2 separate regions of the Rattus norvegicus genome follow, and region 2 is linked to region 1. Evidence: chromatin contacts called from public Hi-C data. All regions are on one chromosome and are shown on one strand. The core of a region is the stretch at or near the end of the contact, and the rest is flanking DNA. Distances in the headings are between cores, read along the strand shown. Region 1 has its middle 10 kb from the start of Foxq1. Region 2 overlaps LOC103694077 (a long non-coding RNA gene).

The links. A called contact is a pair of places that touch in the nucleus more often than the background predicts.
Region 2: a Hi-C map of hepatocytes shows a contact between it and region 1, with 1.6 times the contacts expected there. The contact joins two enhancer-like sites. A contact is called at or near these places in 2 of 12 Hi-C or Micro-C datasets (hepatocytes and liver).

What each region holds. Positions count from the first base shown.
Region 1 is chr17:33,133,175-33,135,874 of GRCr8, reverse strand. No RefSeq gene overlaps it. Among named protein-coding and RNA genes, the nearest start is that of Foxq1, 10 kb to the right of the region's middle. Within about 2 kb of position 1,309, at least 7 of the 93 cell types and tissues checked have an H3K27ac peak or open chromatin away from gene starts, as enhancers often do. A contact at or near this core is called in hepatocytes, where this site is marked.
Region 2 is chr17:33,455,039-33,457,754 of GRCr8, reverse strand. The region is part of intron 1 of LOC103694077 (a long non-coding RNA gene); the gene reads left to right. Among named protein-coding and RNA genes, the nearest start is that of Exoc2, 260 kb to the left of the region's middle. Within about 2 kb of position 1,269, at least 1 of the 93 cell types and tissues checked has an H3K27ac peak or open chromatin away from gene starts, as enhancers often do. A contact at or near this core is called in hepatocytes, where this site is marked.

The sequences.
Region 1 (2,700 bases), core at 60-2,559:
AAAAAACCCACAACTGTGTATGTGAACCCCCCCTCGCCCCATGTGCTTCTGGAGAATGTGAGTCAGGCTCTGCTGGAAATGTACCACTTTAGAGAATACCCCAGGGGTGCTGTCAGCAGCACTGTGATAGGACAGGAGCTTGCCTTCTTATCTATACTTGCCATCAAGGCAAACAAATCTGTAAACACTTATGAAAATCCTCTCGAAACATACATTTGCTTACCTTTTAACCCAGTCTCCTGGTGAGTAACCGATGTCTCTGGTATCTCTCGTGTGTGACCCAAAACTTCTTAGCAGTCTTCATGCCCTACTCAGCAATTTTCTCTCCAGCCTCTGTGATCAGCCATGCAGTGTCAGGACAGTAGCTCACCCAGACCTCTCAGTGTCTCCCAGGACCCCTGAGCACTCGCACAGGTCTCAGTGTTGAAGTCCAGAGATTAAACTCTCTCACACCCTCCCGCACACACCCTTGCCAATGAGAGGCCAGTTTCTCATACACCTTTCCTGTGGGAAATCAGGCAGTTCCCAATTTCAGATTGCTGCTTAGGACATCCCTGGACTATGGTCCCCTGTTATGGCACACCCATCTCCAATCCTCATTCCTTGTTCCTTCTCTCAGCACCGTTGGCTCTGTACCAGTGAAACCCAGACTCACAACAATCAGTTCCCCCAATCAAAGTCAGTAAATGGGTCGTGAGAGCCTCCCATCTGCCTGTTTGCTATTTTAAAGGTGGGCAGGGAGAGCTGGGCTGTGATTGAGATGTTTGTGTCTCCTGACATTTCACTGGCCAGTGTAGACAATTAGTCAGGAACTTTGATAAAGGGTGATTCCCTAAGCCTGGGGTGCACAGCCACAATAATTCTCCATCAATGATGAAAATCAAGTTTTGCTTTACTTCCCTTCAAGGGCTGAGACAAGAGAAGCCCAGAATAACCGGGTCTCATTTGGCCACGAGCCAAAGTGTGGCCACATCAAAGCTTAGAGGCTGTCACCACACCTGAGTTTAGATGCCTGAAGTAGCTCTGAAAACATAGTTTCCAGAAAGTTGAGACTAAAAGTCCCACACTAAACAAATATTTTATCTCAAGAGAGAAGGTTGCCTCCGAGTAGAGGACATGCAGTGTGGCAGGCCGAGGAAAGAATACTAATTCTACAGCTCTCCAAAAATAAACAACAAAGATTGAGCAACGAATACTGTGCTTTACCAAATATACAAAAGCTCTTGGGAACACTCCAGAAGGACAAGGGTTACCTGCAGACTTGTACAGAGAACCAGACTGACGGCCTGCATAGCTCAGAACCGCTTCTGGGAGGACGCCTACGCACAGGCTTATCGGGCATACCAACAAAGTTCATGCCAGTGAGGACTGTGCCGTGGTTTCAGAGAAATGGAGTTGACAGTAAGATACATGCAAGCCTGACCGCATAGCTCTGGCGAAAGTTGCTAGCAAAACAACGCCCTTGGTTCTGCACAGGTGTAGTGAACGAGGACAAAGAGATCTTTCTCCCCACTGTGCCTAAGGTGTGGAGCGCAGGTGGGGAAGTACCAAGGGTCTGGAGGCAGGAGGCTCTGACTAAAGGACTGTCCTCAAGTCCCCAAGTCCTCTGCACTCTGACTTCCAAGTCTTACACAATTAGTCTGATCTAATGAGAGGGATTAAAAACAAAAGAGTGGGTAAGTGCTTCACAGAATCCACTTTAGGCCTAGTCTCTGAGCACTAGGACAGACACTTGGGTTTGTTTCAAAGGCCCTATGTTCACAGCTAATATCAGTCTGACTCGTAAAAGATGGAAACACGGTCATTTTTCAGGAAACACAGAAAATTGGTTCCAGGAACCCCCATGGTCTCCTAGAGTCCAGATTTTAGTGTCAAGCCTGTTTCTGATCTCTCTCTCTCTCTCTTTCTCTCTCTCTCTTCCTCTCTCTCTCTCTCTCTCTCTCTCTCTCACACACACACACACACACACACACACACACACACACACAAGGACTCCTTAAATAAAAAGATCATTCTAGAAGATTTATGCCAAGATGCAAAGTGGAGCAGCTCATCTGCCCAGGACACTATGAATGGAATTACAGCAAATATTCCAAGATTTCAAGGATACTTGGGTTCCTTGCATACAATGGGACAGTATTTGCATAGAACCCACTTGTCCTATATACTTTAAATCAATTCTAGGTGACTTACAGTGCCTAATACAAGGTGAATGCTGGGCATCTGACTTGCTATATGGTGTAAGAAAGACACCCAAGGAGAAATGCCAACATGTGTTTAATATAGATGTAATTATTTTTCTAGAGTACTTTTAATCCACTATCATTTGAACCCATGGATATGTAGGCCTGACAACATTTAAGCAAATTTAGACTATAAATATCTTTTATGTTATCATAAGCACTGCAGAAACATCCTTGTCCTGTGGTTGATGAAAAGGCTATTCTTGTCTCCTTTGAGGAGACCCAAGGCTGCATTCTCTCTGGACAACACCACTGAACGCAGAATTATTCTGAGTGTAACCTTGAAAGTAACATGTGGATTGATATAACTTGGGCTGGCCTCATTCCTGCTGGTCAACTTTTTCTTGAGCAAGATTAAAAAGAAAAAAAACTTCCCACTTAAAAATATTTTTATTAGATTTATTTAGGAGGGTGGCACACACATGCCAAGATCAGAGGCCAACTTGTGAGAGTTGGG
Region 2 (2,716 bases), core at 20-2,519, 320 kb before region 1:
AGGACAATTTAGAAAAAAATTATACCCCATGCCCCTTATCATGCGGATCTGGTTGAAATCTGAGCACAAGTCCAATGTGAGGAGAAGTTAGGAAGGGTCCGAGCCTGCACTTGAGTGGGCTGAACCAAGTACACAGTTGTCAGGGTCATAAGCCAAAGGAACTGGGTATCATGCTCAATCTTCCCAAAAGCTGATTGTCTTTGAGGGAGCCTGGGTGGTCCTGAGTGCAGGGATGTTCATTCACTATGTGGCAATGAAACATTCCTGAGCACAATAACTGCACAAGTCAGGCTCCTAAGAGTAGTGCCTCTGTCTACAGAGTACTGGGCAATGTCTGTTCAGGGTGTGGAAGGCAGAAGGGCTACCAGTCTAGTATTGGCTCTCAGGGTAGTTTTTTTTAGGCTTCACAAAATGGCAATCTATGGTTGAGGCTGGGCCTCTCTAAGTTGGGTCCAAGGAGAATGACCAGTATCCAATTTGTATATTTCTTTCTATTTTCTTCCTCATCATTGGCTCAAAGAATATAAGTACAAAGGACATTTGTGTGTGTGTGTGTGTGTGTGTGTGTGTGTGTGTGTGTGTGTGCGTGAAAGAGAGAGAGAGACAGAAACAGAGAGAGAGAGACAGAGACAGAGAGAAAGAGACAGACACACACAGAGAGAGAGAGAGAGAGAGAGAGTGAGAGAGAGAGAGAGAACGCATCAAGGAAGACAGAGTAAGCAGGGAGTGGCAGGAAGTTGATGTAATATCATAGTAGTGAAGAATACTGGTTCCTTTCTAGATGTATCTTAGAATCATGGAAAGAAGGCTCCTGGGGAAAAATATCTGAGTTGAGCAGATTGGGATAGAGGATAATAGCTCTGTGAAACGGTAGCATTGTTTGCTGAACATACAACTTGAAAGCCGACTCCAGCTCTCTCTCCAAGTATTTTGGTTAAATGGAGGTCCTTTAGAAAAATAGTATTGGTTCCTCGAATGAACTCATAGAGGTCCAGGAGCCGAGGCTGTCCAGGAATGACACCGGTGCCCGGTACCACACGTACATTCTCTATAATGTAAAGATATCAAATCTGTTTACACTTAAAGAAACTCTAGCAGGTGTCTCTGGTGCTTTCTCTTTTGTGTTTGCAGTTGCTGAGGACATGTCCTCCATGAAGCAATATTGTAGTATCACCATATCTTTGCTTACAGCAATAAATATAGTACCAATACAAAAATAAATACAGTATCAAAACTCTACCTCTGTTTCACAATCAGGGTTTCTCAACCCTGGGACCTGTCAGTGTCAGACTCCTCTGGGATGTTGTAAGCTTTGCTTGGCACAGTGTACTGATGGCCTTCTCAAAGAAGCCCTGGGGCATTTAAGACTAACTCATCCATTAGACTCTGCAGAAGTAGGTGTGAACGTGAAAATTGGAGCTGTCAATCATACTGAGAGTGAGTACCTCAGGTAGGGATGACGGGTGGGGCTCAAAAGGTATTTATGTGCTTTGATGCCAAGGGCTCAAGTTGAAGGTTCCCATCCACAGAACTCCAGGACCCACCCATGTATGCTGAGTTTCTAACTGGTACAGTGTTGTCTTTGGCTGTGGTGCAAAGACAACAAAAAACAAACAGCTCAGGACCAAGGGGATTTTAGTGTATTCAGAGGTAAAGTGGCTCATAACTTGTATCCATTCTTTAAGGGTGGCTATCACTTCACTGTACTGTCACTGGCTTTGTATGGGCTCTTTTCCAAGTGGTTGTCACCAGGGCACAATTTTGACATTTGAGTTCAATCAAAACTTTTGGAGCGGGGCCTGAAATTTCTCATCTTTTTTTTTTAAACAAAATTTTTTAATTTTAAATTCAAGAATGAAGATACATCCTTCAGGTATAAATAATATTTTAACATAACTTATGTATTAAAAACACATTGGTAGGCTCTTTATAGTATAAAGCATCAAGAGTCCACGTGGTGATGTGTTCAGTCTTGGAAAAGAATTATAACCCAAAGATTCTGACCTCAATTACTACACACACACACACACACACACACACACACACACACACACACACACTGCACCGATACAAGAGTCAAACAAATGATAATCACTGTATCTTCATGCTGGAAACACACAGAGCTCTTTGAAGAATGCATCTGAAAATTCAAGATCAGGAAAAGCAGCAATGTAAAATAAAAGGCTAAGTGTGGTGTGGCGAATGAATCAAAGTATATTTAATAAACACCTTTCTCTAGGGTTCTTGTTATGGCTAGATTATTAAAATTAAAAATTATGCATATTGTTGCTGTGTGCATGTGTAGGCTTAGGTGCAGCGGCACAAGCGTGGGCCTTGGAGGCCAACTGTGTGAAGTCTGTTCCCTCCTCCTACCTTTCTGTGGGTTCTGTCATCAGGCCTGTGACGTCAGTGTTTTAACCACTGAACAATCCTGACAGCTCCTAATGTTAGAATTTTTAAATTGATTTTTAAATCAGGGTAAACAAATCATAATTTCTTCCTCTTGTATGACTGGACAGAACTCTGTGGTGAATATGTCCAACCTTTCTTTATAACTCATCTGCTTAGGCAGATTCCACACCTACTGTGAGTGGTGCAGCTATAATCATGGAGGCTCAAGCATCTCTGTGGTGTGCTGACTTAATTTCCTTAGGTAGAGGCTCACGAATCACAAAGCCTGACCATATGGTAACTCTATTTTCAACTTCTAGGAGGA